2 separate regions of the Sus scrofa genome follow, and region 1 is linked to region 2. The links are chromatin contacts, called in public Hi-C maps. All regions are on one chromosome and are shown on one strand. Each heading gives the region's core, a stretch centred on a gene start, on an enhancer-like site or on the middle of the called end of the contact. The rest is flanking DNA. Distances are from core to core; before and after follow the strand shown.

Evidence for each region. Hi-C and Micro-C count contacts between places; a contact is called where the count stands out from the background.
Region 1: a contact with region 2 is called in a Hi-C map of liver, with 3 times the contacts expected there. The contact joins two enhancer-like sites. A contact is called at or near these places in 3 of 47 Hi-C or Micro-C datasets (embryonic fibroblasts, epiblast stem cells and liver).

What each region holds. Positions count from the first base shown.
Region 1 is chr15:118,003,722-118,006,872 of Sscrofa11.1, forward strand. No RefSeq gene overlaps it. Among named protein-coding and RNA genes, the nearest start is that of FN1, 270 kb to the left of the region's middle. Within about 2 kb of position 1,545, at least 11 of the 83 cell types and tissues checked have an H3K27ac peak or open chromatin away from gene starts, as enhancers often do. A contact at or near this core is called in liver, where this site is marked.
Region 2 is chr15:117,926,586-117,929,798 of Sscrofa11.1, forward strand. No RefSeq gene overlaps it. Among named protein-coding and RNA genes, the nearest start is that of FN1, 190 kb to the left of the region's middle. Within about 2 kb of position 1,901, at least 2 of the 83 cell types and tissues checked have an H3K27ac peak or open chromatin away from gene starts, as enhancers often do. A contact at or near this core is called in liver, where this site is marked.

The DNA of each region.
Region 1 (3,151 bases), core at 295-2,794, 77 kb after region 2:
TGGACAGCCAAAACAAGTGGTTTATCTTCTACCTTTCTCAGACAATATTAAAATTCAATATTCTCATCATTAATCCTGGAAAACGTAAGAATCTATTCTGTTCTGAACTGGAAAGATATCATAGTAAAACAAATGCCAAAATGTCCAAGAGTTTGCTCCCTGATATTTAAAGTTCCTGGATCATTCAAACAAAATTAATTTCAATTCCTATATTTTAGAAGTTCATCAATATGTTGCTTAACATTTGCTTGATGCCCCAGAAAAACTTTGTCTTTCTTAAGTTTCCAAAGCGTTTTCCTCTTATAAACGGGAAGGCCAGCTTGGCCCAGGCTAAGTGCCCTTGGATACCAAACACTGGAATAATCTCACACATCAATGGCAAATACGGTTTAACTGTGGCCAAGTTGACTCTTCCCACTCTTGTGTCGCACCACCTCACCTCCGTCAGCCCATCCTCACTCCTCGGTGGTAGTAAGGACTGGGAAGAAGGCTGATCTCATGTGTCTACTAGGCATGTTCTCATAAACACCCTCATAATTCCCAGATGCTCTCATGCTCTCTGTGGAATACCAAGCTATGTCTCTTTTGAGCCAACACTCTAAAGCTGCAAATGATACTGATAGAGCCCTGCACAGGGGACCACAGGACCCTACAAAAAATGCCCTCGAAGACCAAGATGTTAGGTCCAAGGTGCCCTTCCTACCAGACACCAACTTGCAGCCAAATTTCTCTGCAGAGCCTGAGAAATCCTGTTTGGCTGACTCAGGTAGAAGCCTTTGCCCTTGTTATAGAACAAAACACCCCAAACACCCTTTAAATCCCTTGTTAATATGATGTGAATCAAGGTCTACATCAGATGAATGGGAAAAGCACCAGCCCAGGGTTGCCAAATCCATTCTAAAATGGATTTTGTTTCAGTCTTGGGGCAGATAGGGTTGCATTGGAAAAGCATTTGGCCCATTGCAAATAATAGTTTTACGATGCCTTCCTATAAGTCTAGACAGGCAGGCAGATGGACCTGTTCTTAAAGAAAAGTCTTTATATTTACGCCTTGAGAGATATTTATCTACATCAAGCAGGGTCTTTGGAACAATGAGAGCAGTTTCCTCTTTCTACAAAGTTTGGCGTCATTATTATTTTGAAAGAGAATCACGCTCCCTTATTGCCAGATGACTGCTGAGTTATGTTCTCTCTATACTTTTAAAAGAATTTGCTTTTGAAAAGAAGGTTGGGGGGGTGGCCAGAGGGGGATGGTAATCCAAACCCAGTCACCTACTCCCTTCCTGGCTATGAGAAAATTGTGGGCCTGGGAATTTACACAGTTTGTTTTCTATAATTCCATCTAGTTAGAAACCCAAAAGGATCTATTTCTGGAGAATAGACCACAGCATGAGTGGGAGAACGGCTGAGGGGGTGGGGGTGCCTAAAAAACCGATAGGTCAGCATTTAGCTCCGAGGGAGTTGAAGGAAAGAGGATTCCACGGCATGTGTGTTTTCTCTTTCAAGTCTCTCTTTTGTCCCCTGACATCAGGAAATGCAGTAGACATTTGTCACTGGCAGCTCTTTGGAGCTCAACGTTCCTTCCTCCCAGGCTCCAAAAGGGGACTTCAGACAGTGGAAAGAGTCAGATTTTGCAAACCAGCAGAATTTTTGTGCAGTGTTTATCAGACAGGCTAGAGCCTGAGAAGGCAGACTTTGGGAAATAGTTTAAACAGTTCATAAATCAGATGTAATTGAAAAGGATAGGGTCTCTTTTCTGAAAGCCCTGCTAACTTTCCTTTTATAATCCCTTCACTGGGACAAAACTCTAATGTGTATAAGGACCAGGGGTCTCATGAAGTCAGTTTGCCTCAGGTCACTCAATGTAATTTGTTTTTTCTGGCCAGATCATGAAACAAAACTGCATTCTGCTTCCTGTTACATTCTATGATACCATCTCTTTTGATATTGTCAAGTGGGTTATGCCAAGCTGCAATAGTGTTACTGATAACAAATTCTTTGGAAAAATCTTTTTGTTTGTTTTTGTACACACCAAATGACAGCAGCTGATATCAGCTGGAGTTCTTGGCTGGCCAGCCAGTAAAGACTGTTTCATATGAAATTTAAAAGAAGCCCTAGAAATATGATGCAAAGCATTTTTGCCCCCCATGCTTTGAAACTGATGGACTTTCTATGGCTTTCCAAAATGATACTTGGTATACTGATCAAAATGCAGTTGCAAATGAGGCAACCAAATGGTTGCCTAAGATTTTCCTTTGAACTTAATATATTATCAGTTATGACAGTAGAATGAGCAGCTTGGGAGGAGTTGATAGTGTTCTTAACTCCAGGGAGAACCAAAGACATCAGGAGTTCAGAAGAATGGAGTAAAAGTGACTCACGTGTAAAGATCAGGCAAATATCAAAGAGAAGAGCAGAGTCAAGTTCTGAAGGGCAGACTTTTCCCAAGTGCCAACCAAGAGAATTGCTTTTTATTTTTTCCTGATTGCACGGTCACAGGAAATGGCTGTTCAAAGCTGGAGGATAAGTTAAAAAGTGGTCGGGTGCCCAGGTTCTAGTGTCTGAGTCCGAGCCCCAATCAGTCAATCACAGGGCGTTGGTTTTCACAACAGTCCTTTTGCAACAGTGCCTCATCCTTAAGGCAACAATTTTAGCAGATCCTTCCCGTCCCGAGGTGCCCTATTCTCCAAGTACACATAGTTTACACACTCTCAGGCAATACCTGAGGAAAGACTGGAATTGACTTATGCACATCACAGCACATTCCCTGTAGGGATCATGGGAATGCCACGTTTATGGTGTGTGCCAGGTGGGCACAAGATTCCTCATTGACCAGTTATTTTGTGTTGGGCTAGGTTATTGAGGGAAGAGAATCCATGCTTTGTTCCATCTCACTTCTGGGTGAGGACTGGCTGGGGACTGGGCTTTTTCCCCTAATGACTTCCAACCTGGTTCCTCCAGCCTTTCTCCTCCAGAGCCTACCTTCATCTTGACTGGCTTCTTCAGAACAAACTTGGCCTCATCTGCTGTGGTAGAACAGAATCATCTGCTCAGATCATCTGCCCAGAAGCTCGGGTCATATTTCGAGCCAATCCAGTGTCTTCTAGACTTGTTGTATGATGTATTTGGCCCTGTGGGAATCCTACTGAGA
Region 2 (3,213 bases), core at 651-3,150:
CACTTACAAAAAAATCCACTGCCTGCTTGGGCAACTCTCATAGGCAGTCCTCCCCAATGAGTCCTTATCGGTGGGAGCCAACACACTTGCCATGGAGAGGTGAAAGTGAGGAGAGTTGAGGCCAGCAAATAAATGCTTCCACCCAGAAATGACAGAGATCACTTCCACTCACACTTCATTGCTCAAACCAACTAAAGCACAAGTAGGTATAAAGTACCATCCTGAGTCCAAGGGCACAGAGTAATGTCTGATGCATCTGCTTTATTTACAACACCTCTCACCGAACATCATGTATTTTCGTGATTATTTATCTCTCTTTACTAGACTATGAGCACAGTGAGGACATGGACCAGGTCTGTTTGTTCACATATACTTTCAGATCTTAGAATCTCAACAAATATTTGTTGGATGAACAAATAAGAATCCAAGAAATTATAGCTTTATACCATAAATTACAAGCTCATACGCCTAAAGAACCTAACCCTTTATATAACAAGGGAAGCAAACAAGATTGGAACTGTGGGAGTTTCCATTGTGGCTCAGCAGAACAAATCCAACTAGTATGCACGAGGATGTGGGTTTGATCCCTGGCCTCACTCAGTGGGTCAGGGATCCAGTGTTGCCAAGAGCTGTGGTGTAGGTCGCAGATGTGGCTTGGATCCCAAGTTGCTGTGGCTGTAATGTAGCCAGCACCTGTAACTCTGATTCAACCCCTAGCTTGGGAACTTCCATGTGTGGCAGGTGCAGTCCTAAAAAGCAAAATTAATTAATTAATTAATTAATTAAAATAGATTGGACCTGTGGTGAACTTTTGCCACTGCCTAAATCTTGCCAGATGTTGCCTTGATGGGCAATAGGTCTAGGGTAGCCAAATTCTCTAATTTCTCAGAAGTAGAAAATCAGGACTTTTAGGTGAAATTCCTAATTTTTTCATCATATTACTCAAAAGTTTTAAAAACGATCTGCAGGTCATACCCAGCAAACATGATGTCAGCCTGTGTCTTTCACTTTAAGTGGAAAGACCAAAAATGTGTGTCTTGACATTGACCAAGTTTGAGTTAAAGGGAGAAAGAAAGAGAAGAGAGAGGAAGAATGGAATCTCCACATCCATTTCACCATCACCTAAACTGCAATTGTGAGGAATCTCTGCCCTTGGTCTTCACCCCTCCTCCCTGCCCTCTTTACCCAGGAAATAGAAAAATACCTCTTGTTATTCATAGCACCAGTTCCTTTATGTATTATCCAGTCCTCTTGTGAAAGTTAAGAAGGGATCAGCTCTGCCTTCACTGATGCTATTGTGTGTCTTACATAACAATATCTAAATAAATAAGAAGCCCTGGGGAAAGGTCTTCCAAGGTTAACATATTTAGAATAAAGAACTGTTGTGATGAACATGGCACTGGCAGAATAGAAGATCTAATATCTACTTCATATAACAGATGAGGTCTAAACCAGGAACTCTTCTCAGTAACCAATAATTTGACCTGATTACATAATGAGTGTTTCTTTTTCTTTGCCCTAAAGTTGAACTTTGTATATAGAGGGACTGCCAAACACATTTTCACTGTAAAGAAATGTTGTTTTTCAATTGTATCACCCAAGAGGCTTAAATTCAGATGAAAATGTTCAAAAATCAAATTTCTGTATTTCTTTGGAGTTATTGTGGCATGGTTTAGCAAGAAGCATCTACTTTTTTTTCCAGAGGGAAATCTCTCTGAGCAAGCTCAGTCAAACTTTACATATAATTGTTCATTTTGGTGAACCTAAGCCCATACTTGGGACTTTTCCAGCTGTAGAGTCAATGAAAAACGCCCCTGGACTCTCCAGTCAGGGACACAGTCCTGGATTCTGGGCAATCTGCTTTTCTAGGAAGCAGTTGAATTAAAACTAGCCTGCCCCTCCTCCCATGCAGAGAATTCCTGCCACTATGTGCCTGACTGTTCAAATATCCCCACATGCTCTCTTCCCTGCATAGAGCTGCCGTTTCAGATCCCTGCTGCTATGTCTGTCAGATTCTGGTTTAATTCTAGGATAATCAGAGAAATAAATATTCAGTACTTCTTTCACTGCCCAGTCCTATCCTCCGGTTGAAATCCTTGTAAGAAATAGACTTCTGGTGGATTTTTGATGTATTTTAGCCTTCTCATTAGGCTACCTTGCTCAGCAATGGACACCATGAGTTTGACTAGGGCCTTGAAATAAATAAGGTCACCAGCCTATAGTTTTTTAAAATGAAATTATCAAGACTGAAATTGAAAATCTTGTTATTACAGGGGTAAAAGAAATTTGAACGATCTCTGGAGATAGTTCGTGGGCAAAATACAACTACTTTCATAGAATTCTACCAAAGCATCCATTTTAGAAATTTGAACGTTGACTCGATTCTGAAATAATTAACACCATGACCTTGCCAAAAGAATGTTCTTCAAGGTGGCCACTTATTTAGCATACAAAACACAGTTTTGGTCAATATGGAATTTTAAAGCTTATGCTTTGATATTACTTTTGCACATACACAATTATAGCCTAACAAACAGGCAAGGAATGTCTCTGGGTTGGTGACTGAATTTTAAATATCTCCTAAATTGGTTCAGAATTAAAAGATCCTAGAAGGCTATGTGAAAGCAGGTACAAAACTCCTAAATAGGAATAAGGCAGTGATGGTGGAATGAGGGAAGAAATAACTTTAGTATGAGAAAAACTTATAAACCGAAGCACTCAAATACACAAAGAAATAAAATACAGAGAAAGACCCCCCCACAAAAGCAACTATTGACACGTTAGTTCAATAGCAAAAAGATTAAAATATTAGAATAGTGGAAAAAAAGTTCTGAAAATGAGTGTGCTTAGCTTCTTCAAAATGATAAAATATGGGGAAAATTCAAAAATAACAAGAAATAACGAAGCAAAAGAGGAAGAAATAAGACAATAGATGGATGAGAAAAAGAACCAATTAGAAATCTTGCAAATGAAATACATAGTTAAGACTGAAGACAATTCCATAGATAAGACAAATAGGTTTATACACAGGTGAACAGTTTGTGGACTGGAAGGTTGTCCTAAGAAATTCACCAGGAATGAAATACAAAGGAACCAGCATGTCAGAATTATGAAAGGAAAGTTAAAGACAGGGAGTGTAGATTGAGTGGCTCCACCATATTTTAAACAGAAGTTCTACAGGAAGTGATATAGGAAATAGCAGAACCCTGTTAG